Linked DNA regions of Mus musculus: regions 1 and 3 are each linked to region 2. A link is a contact called in public promoter capture Hi-C data. All regions are on one chromosome and are shown on one strand. The core of a region is the stretch at or near the end of the contact, and the rest is flanking DNA. Distances in the headings are between cores, read along the strand shown. Region 1 holds the start of Tie1 (tyrosine kinase with immunoglobulin-like and EGF-like domains 1). Region 2 holds the start of Rps8 (ribosomal protein S8). Region 3 holds the start of 2510003B16Rik (RIKEN cDNA 2510003B16 gene).

Region 1 (3,436 bases), core at 850-3,349, 1.3 Mb before region 2:
TGTAGGAGATCCCTTAGGGCGTCTCTTAGTACTACCATGTCCTGTGATTAAAGTCAATGAGAAACTACAACAGCCAAATCCAAGCAGGATGACCAAGGACGCAGACCCATCAGGAATGAAGGTATGGGTCAATCCTCCAGGAAAAGAGCCAAGACCTGCTGAGGTGCTGGCTGAAGGAGAAGGAAATACAGAATGGGTAGTAGAGGAAGGTAGTTATAAATACCAATTAAGGCCACGTAACCAGTTGCAGAAACGAGGATTATAAAGTAATATGAATGCCCATTGTAAATTTACTAATGCGTTTGCGATTGTACGAGGGATAGTTATATCATGTTAGGCGTATTTACAACCTTGTTATTGTTTCATGTGAACATGAGATGTTATTTGTGTCAAGTTGACAAGGGGTGGATTGTAGTGGCTATTCCTGGTTGTCAACTTGACAATATTTGGAATGAACTACAATCCGGAATTGGAAGGCTCACCAGTGACCCTTATCTGGAGGCTTGGAGATCCTTATCTGGATCTTGGTTTGAAGATCTTGAGCCGTAGTGGCTATGGATTCCAGAAGATTGAATCTCCGAGTTAAGGAACACACCTTTAATCTGGGCTATGCCTTTCATCTGGGATTAAAGGTGTGGTGGAACACACCTTTAATCCGGGCTACACCTTTTGCTGGAGACAATATAAGGACATTGGAAGAAGGGAGTCTAGCTCTTGCTCTTGTTCCTTTGCCTGCTTGCTGCGTGAGACTGAGTAACTGCTAGATCCTTGGACTTCCATTCACAGCTGCGACTGAATCATTGTTGGGAATTGGGCTGCCAACTGTAAGTCATCAATAAATTCCTTTACTATCTAGAGACTGTCCGTAAGTTCTGTGACTCTAGAGAACCCTGACTAATACACCAAGTTTCCTGATTTAAAAGACGCTGAAGCAGTTCAGAAATTCTTCCTTGAAGAGACACAGCTTGGTGAAGGGTTATTAGCACAAGGTGACTACGAGAAGGGTGTGGACCACCTGACAAATGCCATTGCTGCCTCCGCAGCTGCTGCAAGTGTTCCAGCAGACTCTTCCACCACCAGTGTTCCAGATGCTCCTGACCAAGCTTCCGACCGTTAGTCAGAGAACTGTAAGTGCTCAGAGCCTGGCTGACAATGATCTGGAATGAACCAGATAACAACATAATAAAATCTCAGTAAAATAATTTAACAGTTAGCTTGGAAGCTGGTCAGCTCTGGGGAAATCAGGGTAAATTGTGCTGTCATGAACTGTCCCACACTGACATCGGCCAAAGTGAATATGAACTTTGGTAGATCCAATGCCTGTTCTATTTATTTTTCCAGTGAAAAGTATTTTGATAGAGCTTTTCATTTTGTAAATACACTGAGTTAACCAAAATATCATGGATTTCCGTTTGTTCTTAAGACATGCAACTCGTCTACGGCTATACCACTCTGAACGCGCCCGATCTCGGAAGACATGCAACTCAAATGTAAATACAGTAGAATATTACTTAGGTAGAAACTCCTGGTGATTTTAAAAGATTGGAAAAGAATATGAGGAAGAGTTGAATAATGCAAATTCTAGTGTGTGTGCTACCGAAGTGAACACTTAATGCACAGTCTACAGACTAGGACATTTTATCGTGTGTTGTAAAATTGGGTAGAAACTTGTGTTTGTGAAAACTGAGCATTAAAACCTTACAGAGACCGTTTCTTGTTTACTTTTGAAAAAAAAAAGAGTCACGTGAGCCTCATTTTGTATTTGTGTGTGTGTGTGTGTGTGTGTCTCCCCTCCTCCCAGCGTGTGTGTGCTGGGAGGAGGGGAGACCCCAGAACAATGTCCTGCCTCCAAACCTTCTCAATAGGCGGAAGCCACTGGCTTCCTCCCTTTCCTGTCTCCCGTGCTCCAGCAATGCAGATGGAAGGGACCGAAGGGATGGGAGAGAGAGCCCAACCATCCCCAGATCTGTCCTTGTCACAACCTGCCTCCCACCTCTAATGCCCCCCCTTCCAGAGACTTCCAGGCCACACCCATCCCGGGCTTGTGGGGGCTGGACACGGGAGGACTACAGGCGACAACTCTTCCCACCCTCTCTCCCTGCCACCCCTCCTACCCTAACCATCATTTCCTCTTCCTCCCCAGCACCGAGGTGCACTGAGCTGGACAGGCTGAACACTCAGACCCACAGCAACTGACCCCGGGCCCAGCTGGCCTTGGCTGGCCCAGGGCAGCTTCCAGAGTATGGTCTGGTGGGGATCCTCTTTGCTGCTCCCCACTCTTTTCTTGGCCTCTCATGTTGGTAAGTCTTCCCTGGAGTGAGCAGAGCTCCTCCCTGACTCTTGATTTCAAGGCCTTAATTCCAGCCCCCGACCCCCAAGAAACCCTAGCCTAGCCTAGCAATAGACCTCACAATATGGTGGTGAGCATGGGTTGGGGGAAGGGAAATAGAGAGTTATTGTTTAATGAGTGTAGCATTTCAGTTAGGGTGTGGTGGTGGACTTCTTTAATCCCAGCACTTGGAAGGCCAGCCTAGACTACACAGAGGACTCCATGTTAGCCCCATAAAGACTTATGGAGACCTTACGTCAAAAACAAAAACAAGAGCTGTGGAAATGGGTGGTGATGTTCACATGAGGTTATGAATGCATTTATTAACACTGAATTGACTGTTTACAAGTGGTTCTAACGGTAGATTCTAGGGTATGTGTATTTTAACACAACTTAAAAATTGCAGGGACAAGCAGAAACTGACATCATCATCATCATCGTCGTCGTCATAGCGTCATGACGATTTTGATCCACCAAGAATGAGGTCAGGGTGGGGAAAACTCAGGCAGGTGCTAGGAATCACTGCCTGGAGGGGGGAGAGGTGAGTAGGGGCAGAAGTCAGCCATCAACTTGGACCTCACGAGTAACTGTGTTGGGCTTAATCAATAATTCATTGGACAGACAAGCATGGTGGCTTTAACTCCAGTACTCAGGAGGCAAAAGCAGGTAGATCTCTGAGGTTCGAAGCCAGCCTGGTCTACATAGCAAGTCCCAGGACAGCCAGAACTACATAGAGAGACCCAGTCTCAAAATAATAACAATAATAATAATAATAAAATTTATTTAGCACCAATGATGTTCCATTAGTTGAGAATATGGCAACACCTAAACCTATCATATGACAACTAAATGATGCTGGGCTCCCAAAGGTTGATACGTTTGTTGTTTAAATGGAGCTGTGTGTACAGAGGGCATGGAGAAGCTTCTGAATGCTGGTGGCAGGTCCTTTCAGTCTGCTGACCAGAGAACTAGAAGTCAGAGGCTGCCTTTGAGTGGTTCTGTCTGGTGGGAAACACAGGCCAGGAATGAGGGCCAGACAGAAGCAGACATCAAGAGCTTTTGAGAAGCACTGAGAAGAGAGTCAGCTTACTCTGCCACAGGACCAGA
Region 2 (3,518 bases), core at 455-2,954:
CTAGATGTGGTAGCTCGCCTATAATTCCACAAGTCAGAAAGGCTGACACAGGAGGATTACCAGGAGTTCAAGGCTAGGCTGGGCTACTGTGAGCATGTAAGACCCTCAAAAAAACAAAAACAAAGCTGGGTGGTAATGCAGCTTTAATCCCAGCACTTGGAAGGCAAATCACAAGCTTGTGCCTTCAGGCCTGGCTCAAGAACACTTTTAAATGATATTAAAATGATTAAATGATATTAAAACAAAATTAAAAATCTCTTCAAGCCAGGCGGTGGTGGTGCACGCCTTTAATCCAGCACTCGGGAGGCAGAGGCAGGTAGATTTCTGAGTTCGAGGCCAGCCTGGTCTACAAAGTGAGTTCCAGGACAGCCAGGGCTATTCAGAGAAACCCTGTCTCAAAAAAACAAAACAAAACAAACAAACAAACAAAAAACCCCAAAAAAACAAACACAACAAAAAAATCGCTTCAAAACTGTAAAATCGTGGGGGGGGGGGGGGCTGGCGAGATGGCTCAGTGGTTAAGAGGGCCGACTGCTCTTCCAAAGGTCCGGAGTTCAAATCCCAGCAACCACATGGTGGCTCACAAACATCCGTAACGAAATCTGATGCCCTCTTCTGGAGTGTCTCAAGACAGCTACAGTGTACTTACATATACTAAATAAATAAATCTTTAAAAAAAAAAAATCGGATACACGCAGTAAAAACCTCAGAATCAAAATTTAAAACATTTGAAGTTAAAGTTTAAAATTCAAAAAGAAATCGGTCAGGTGAGAGGTCCCTTTAAAAGTAGACGTTCACTGACATTCAAGGCGACGTTTAAGTTTAAGAAATAAAATGTACTGACTGAGCTCTCATCTTGTCTGACGCCGGAGCCCCACTGTCCTCTGCTTTGATTTCACTTGGAGGGGTGTCTAGTGCCTCAGTTTCTCCTCAGCCGGCCGCTTGTTCCTCCCACTGAGCAGTAGCTCATTCTTTAGCTCAGGCTAGCCCTCAACTGGTGATAATTCTCTGTCTCAGTGCTGGATTTCAGGTTTGACCCACTGGGCCAGACCAGATTGTCAGATACTTTGGAATTGGAATTTCAGGAACTGTGAGTCGACCTAAGCACTTGATGCTTTTGAAGAGACCCTGAGCACAGTTTGCAGTACCAATCTTTCCAGAACTAAAACTGTTTTTAATTTCCTTTTTGATTGCTAATTGCTGCCATGTAAGAGATACACATGAATTTTGTGTGTTCATATACAGGGTCAAGTCCCCCTGTGAACAGAGCGTTGGAGCTTCTACTACTTCACTTTTCCAATTAGGGCCCTTTACTCTTTTTTCTTTTTTGGTTTTACAAGTTTACAAGGGTTTCTCTGTATAGCCCTGGCTGTCCTAGAACTCACTTTGTAGACCAGGTTGGCCTCAAACTCAGAAATTCGCCTGCCTCTGTCTCCCGAGTGCTGGGATTAAAGGCGTGCGCCACCACGCCCGGTTTAAAAAAAAAAAAAAAAAAAAAAATTTAAAGGACAAAATGTAAGCACAACAGGCAGGCAAGTGTGCCCTATAGCTCAGCTTAAGGAGCCCGCCCTCCAGACCGCCCAAGGTCAAGGGATTTGAGGCGGGGTCCGCGTGAGTTCGCACGCCGCAGGACCCTCCCCTGTGCCAGCGTCCCAGGCTCGCCGCGGCCCCAGGTCCTTCCCGGCAACCGGAAGAGACGTAAAGAAGGCGGGGCTGAGTTTTAGAAACCGGACCGTGAAGCTTTGCGCTTCCTCTTTCCAGCCAGCGCCGAGCGATGGGTGAGTGTTGCTGCGGGCCGGGTCGGGCCGCGGGGGAGCGAGCTCCATCCGTCTCCATCCTGCCTCCCGACGCATGCTCGGCCCGACCATGGGCCACGGGCAGCCGTGGCAAGGGCCTGCGGTGGGCTAGGGCTGTGGAGATCGCTGCGGCCGCCTCCGGGGCTCCGGGCTGCGAGCGGGCCAACATGGCTGCCGCGGGCCGGGCCGCACGCGGATGATGACACCTGGGTATGCTGCACACTCCCGACTGCGTCGTGGGGAAGCCAACCTTGGAGAGCTGAGCGTGCGGGCAGCCCGCGCAGCGCGGGGCTCGGGAGCGGGCTGATTGGCCGGCGGCGAGGCCCGGTTGCTCAGGCTTGCGTCCTCGCTCCCACACACAGGCATCTCTCGGGACAACTGGCACAAGCGCCGCAAGACCGGGGGTAAGCGAAAACCCTACCACAAGAAGCGAAAGTATGAGCTGGGACGGCCCGCTGCCAACACGAAGGTGCGTGCGGGGGTCGGGGGGAGGACGACTGGGAGAGGCTGCCTTCCCCTGCGCTAGAGCGTGTTTGCTGGGGAACACGAGTGGCTGTGATCACCTTTGTAAGGCTCAGGTTTCTCGGTGCTGGCGACTGGACATGGAAGTGTGTCCACGTGCAGGGTCTGTGCACCCTAATCTCCAAGCTTAGGGTCTACTGGAGCCTAGGAGTGGGAGAGCTGCAAGCTTGGTGTGTTCCTTACTGGGGTTCTTCCTGTGTTAGGGGGGGTCTGGCTTTTTCTGGAGGTAACTAGGGTGATGAAAACGTATCCTTAGGCGTGGTTATGGCCGTCTTGGCCACCTGTACACCACTTGCCAATGCAAGGACTTGTCATAGTTACACTGACTGTTACCTCCGTCTGGTTCGGGTTCCTCTCCCAGTCCCCACTCGTTTTGATGACACATGTTCTGGCCTTCTTGTGTTCTCTAGATTGGCCCTCGCCGCATACACACAGTCCGAGTTCGAGGAGGCAATAAGAAGTACCGTGCCCTGAGATTGGATGTGGGGAACTTTTCCTGGGGCTCTGAGTGTAAGTAGGTGTTGAAGTATTTGAATTTGTTCTTGCTGAAAGATCCTGAGGTAGTTGGAGAATTCTTTGCCATATTCTGATCTCTTAACTCCTGCAATGAGAGGTGCTTTCTAGAGAATGTTAAAAAAAGATTTCAGTAATAAAAAAACATTAACTGCCCCAGCCCCTGATTGTGAATCTCTCTTTGTATGCAGGTTGTACTCGCAAAACAAGGATCATTGATGTTGTCTACAATGCATCCAACAACGAGCTTGTCCGCACCAAGACCCTGGTGAAGAACTGCATCGTGCTTATTGACAGCACGCCGTACCGACAGTGGTACGAGTCCCACTATGCACTGCCCCTGGGCCGCAAGAAGGGGGCCAAGCTGGTGCGTTGTCTTCCTGTAAGGGGTTGATTGGCTGGGGGTGGGATGGGTGCTGCCTTCTTGTGATGAAAATACTGTCCAGTTCTGCTACTGAAGGAATGAGATGAACACTTTAGTGCTGAAGAAGGCAAGCATGGCGACTTGGGGGGGGGGGGTTCAAGGAGGCTTGTGACTTTCCTGGTGACAAATCAATTCATATTCTTTTCATTCAGACTCCTGAGGAGGAAGAGATTTTAAACAAAAAACGATCAAAGAAAATTCAAAAGAAATACGATGAAAGGAAAAAGAATGCCAAAATCAGCAGCCTCCTGGAGGAGCAGTTC
Region 3 (3,501 bases), core at 852-3,351, 1.0 Mb after region 2:
GTTTCCCTGCTAGAGAACTGGTTTTTCAGAAATCATATGATTATCAATCTGCTAATTTAGCTGATATACTTGAAAGGCCCCAGCCCCCACTGCAACACATCCTGTCCTCCCTGGTCCTTTTTCCTCCCCTCCCCTCTGACTACATAAGCTAGTCCCAATACTTCAATGAATGAGCTGTCCTGTGAAACAGTCTCCTGGGTTGGTTCACCCCTGCCTTTCAGCACCAAGACCCTGCTCCCCTGATCCTCTGCATCCTGATGGCCACTGGTGTACAATGGCTGAGGGGCAGGGGCGGGGGGGGGGGGAGGTAGGCCCACAGATATAGGGTTAAAAATTAGGGAGGTTGGAGGTTGAGCCTGGTGGCATAGGGCTATAATTTTAGCACTAGGAAGTAGAAACAGGAGGTTAGCACTGGATACATCAGACCCAGTCTCAAAAGAAGCAAAACAAACCTTCAAAAAGGAAATACTTGCCAGGTGTGGTGGTGCACGACTTTAATCCCAGCACTTGGGAGGCAGAGGTAGGTGGATTTTTGAGTTCGAGGCCAGCCTGGTTTACAGAGTGAGTTCCAGGACAGCCAGGGCTATACAGAGAAACCCTGTCTCAGAAAAAAAAAAAAAAAAGAAAAAAAAAAAAAAGAAGAAATTGAGATTAAAAAAAAAAAAGGAAATACTTATATATTTTCTAGGGCTAGGTAGAGTTTCTTTCCTTTAAAGAATATTTCTCTGTTATTAGAGCGTGTATGTACATGATGTTTGTATGAGGGTGCGCATGTGCCATGCTGTACATATGGAGGTCAGAGGTCAAGTTTGTGGATCAGTTCTCTCCTTTCACCTTGGTGTGGGCTGTGGGCACTGAACTCATGTCCTCAGGCTTAGGTGACACATGCTTTTATCCACATCCACACATCCCTTATACCCCCCATTTTGAGACAGATTTTGACTATACAGCCCAGGCTGACCTCATAGTCATGGCAAAGAAGTTAACTGTTCTTTTTGTGTATGTGATTTTGTTTTTCATTAAGTTGCTCACAGCCTTCTTGTCTCCCAGCAAGATATTCCTATGGAAATTAAAATTTCTTCGGTTCATTGTTCCCAAAAGCCAAGGAAAGGACATAAGTATCTCTTTAGTATATCCTCATTTCTGCTAGGCGGGCTGGGGATGACAGAGGGTCATAAGTTTAAAGATAACCGGGTTACACAGCAAGACCTTGTCTCAAATAACAACAAACCTCAGCAGTGACCGCCTCACGAAGTTCTACCACTATGCTATATTCCTAGTGCCCCCAAGACACCACACACACACACACACACACACACACACACACACACACACACGACAAAATGGGGACAATAAACCTTATCTGAGGATAGTAAATGATTTATAATAGCTAAGGAGATCCTTTTAAGTAGATAGTGATTAAGTGTAATGGGCATGCTATTTTGATTAGTGAGCACTTAGGTAATACATGGGGGCTATGTTAAATACTTTGAACACTTTTTTTTTTTCCCGTTCTTGGAGGGTCTTTCTACAGAGCTGTCGCTGTCCTGGAACTCATTATGAAGACCAGGCTAGTCTCACAGAGATCTGCTTGCCTATGCCTAGTGAGTACTATAATTAAAGGCCTGCGCTACCAGGCGCAGCTACTTTGTTCACTTTAATTAGACCCTGTGAATAATCCCTTAGGAGAGGTACTATAATAATATCACTTAAAGGAAAAACGGATTTTTAGAGAATGGGTGACTATGCCCCAGGAAAAGACAGCTAGCTTATTTCAAGACATCTCAGACCAATTGGCAGTGCAGCACCAACACCTCCGCTCACCTTTTGACTGGCCACTGGCCTTGCCTGCTTCCAGCTCAGATTTCTGCTCCAGGTCTGGCACAATAAAGAGCCTGAATCAAATTCCCAAAAATGTGCTGCCTTTTGAAATCTATTCCAGTAGCAACTCCTCCGCACAGTACTTCGGTGCAAAACATCTATTTGGTTCAGCTGCTTCGGCCAAAGGCAGGAGCCAGGAAGAGGGACCGTTGGCAAGTAAGAATTCTGGCACCTGCCTGTTGCTGCCACCAGGATAAGCCACAGCTCCTAGTGGTCTGTTGAGCCTCTGGGCGGAAATCCAAGACCCTTATTAGCCTCAGCCCTAGGCCCGCCCCTTCCTTTAGGCCGGATCGTCGAGCGTCAAGTTCACTGAACGCAGCCAATAGGGGACTGTGGTGGCAGAGTGGCGGGAGGTTCGATTGACACTGCCTGGAGGCTCTTAACGCGCGCTTTGGGAAGAGGAAGAATAAGGGGAAAGATACCGGAGTCGCTCTTTGCCTCTCTTCAGCTTCTAAGATTCTCCTCCTCCCAACCTGGATTTTTAACTGGTCCTTCCTGGGTTCCTGTTTAACTTCCCACAAGGCGTTCCTAGGTCTCTGCTTGCCTTCCTCACACTGAGGTTTGATGTCGGTCCAGCTCTGGTAAATTCTATCCCTCTCCTAAGAATTCAGGCGTCTCGCCTTCGTACTTAAGACTGTACTTTTTCGTAGGTGTTACTCTCAGGGAAGCAGCCCAGCTAGGGACGTTATTCCAACTCCACTTTGCTCATCTGCAACTTCAATCTGTCTTCTTTCCCATCCTAGATTTAGACCCAGCTCCGCTTGGACTTGGCTTTGGATATTTTGACCTTGAGGAACTTGGGGACCGACATTCCTGGTTTGGACCCAAGCCTCATCCTCTGATTGCATCCCCTCCCCTCATACCGACTCTTAAGACAATATTTTCAATGATATAGCAACTTCCTTTTATAGCATCCCCTGGTCCTGCATTCTCTGTTGCTGAGTGCTTTTAACTTCGCTGATGGGCACTTGACATTTGATGCTTCTGGGGCCAGGATGGTAAGTGTGACCTTAAGCTGACTTAAGGGGCCTGGCTGCAGGATCACTGCAGGAACTCACTTTCTGTTCTCCCTTGCAGAGGAGGAGCTTAGCTCCCAGCCAGTTGGCTAGGAGGAAACCAGAAGACAGATCATCAGATGATGAAGACTGGCAGCCTGGGACAGTAGTGAGTGTTTAGGGGAATAAGGAAAATGAGGTTCATAGTCATCTTGAGAAAGTACCTTTCATACATTTTTGAAGCTTTTTTTTTTTTTTTTTTTTTTTTTGAGATGAGCTTCTCACCAGGTCTGTAGACTATGGTCTGTCTCCCAAATGCAGTGTGTGGTCGTAGGCATGTGCCAGGCACACCTGGCACTTAAGGTTTTTTTTTTGAAACAGTGTTTCTCTGTGTAGCCCTGGCTGTTCTGGAACTCTGTTTGTAGACCAGGCTGGCCTTGAACTCACACAGAGGTTCCCTTGCCTCTGCTACCCAGTGTTGAAAGTGAAGGTGTTTGCCACTACTGCCCCGCGTAAGTAAATTTTAATGAAAATTTACAGTATACTAAGCATTGGAGAAGATTAATAAAATTGTTATCCTTGGGGCTGGAGAGATGACTCAGTGGTTAAGAGCACTGACTGCTCT

What was found. Promoter capture Hi-C pulls out the DNA fragments that hold promoters and counts their contacts.
Region 1: a promoter capture Hi-C map of liver shows a contact between it and region 2, with 2.7 times the contacts expected there. The contact joins the promoter of Tie1 here to the promoter of Rps8 in region 2. A contact is called at or near these places in 3 of 39 promoter capture datasets (hippocampal neurons and liver).
Region 3: a contact with region 2 is called in a promoter capture Hi-C map of pre-B cells. The contact joins the promoter of 2510003B16Rik here to the promoter of Rps8 in region 2. A contact is called at or near these places in 8 of 39 promoter capture datasets (3T3-L1-derived adipocytes, the C10 cell line, cranial neural crest and 5 more).

What each region holds. Positions count from the first base shown.
Region 1 is chr4:118,488,512-118,491,947 of GRCm38.p6, reverse strand. Tie1 (tyrosine kinase with immunoglobulin-like and EGF-like domains 1) reads left to right here and starts at 2,099. Exons shown (of 23, transcript NM_011587.2): 1 at 2,099-2,300. The coding sequence starts at 2,243. It also overlaps the pseudogene Gm12859.
Region 2 is chr4:117,154,318-117,157,835 of GRCm38.p6, reverse strand. Rps8 (ribosomal protein S8) reads left to right here and starts at 1,704. Exons shown (of 6, transcript NM_009098.2): 1 at 1,704-1,778; 2 at 2,159-2,265; 3 at 2,729-2,828; 4 at 3,023-3,198; 5 at 3,408-3,518. The coding sequence starts at 1,775. It overlaps Snord55 (small nucleolar RNA, C/D box 55), which reads left to right and starts at 1,988; the gene lies at 1,988-2,065. It overlaps LOC115490046 (a small nucleolar RNA gene), which reads left to right and starts at 2,547; the gene lies at 2,547-2,650. Snord38a (small nucleolar RNA, C/D box 38A) reads left to right here and starts at 3,262; the gene lies at 3,262-3,320.
Region 3 is chr4:116,122,440-116,125,940 of GRCm38.p6, reverse strand. It overlaps 2510003B16Rik (RIKEN cDNA 2510003B16 gene), which reads right to left and starts at 2,101. Exons shown (of 3, transcript NR_131048.1): 1 at 1,825-2,101. Rad54l (RAD54 like (S. cerevisiae)) reads left to right here and starts at 2,252. Exons shown (of 18, transcript NM_009015.3): 1 at 2,252-2,879; 2 at 2,959-3,045. The coding sequence starts at 2,877.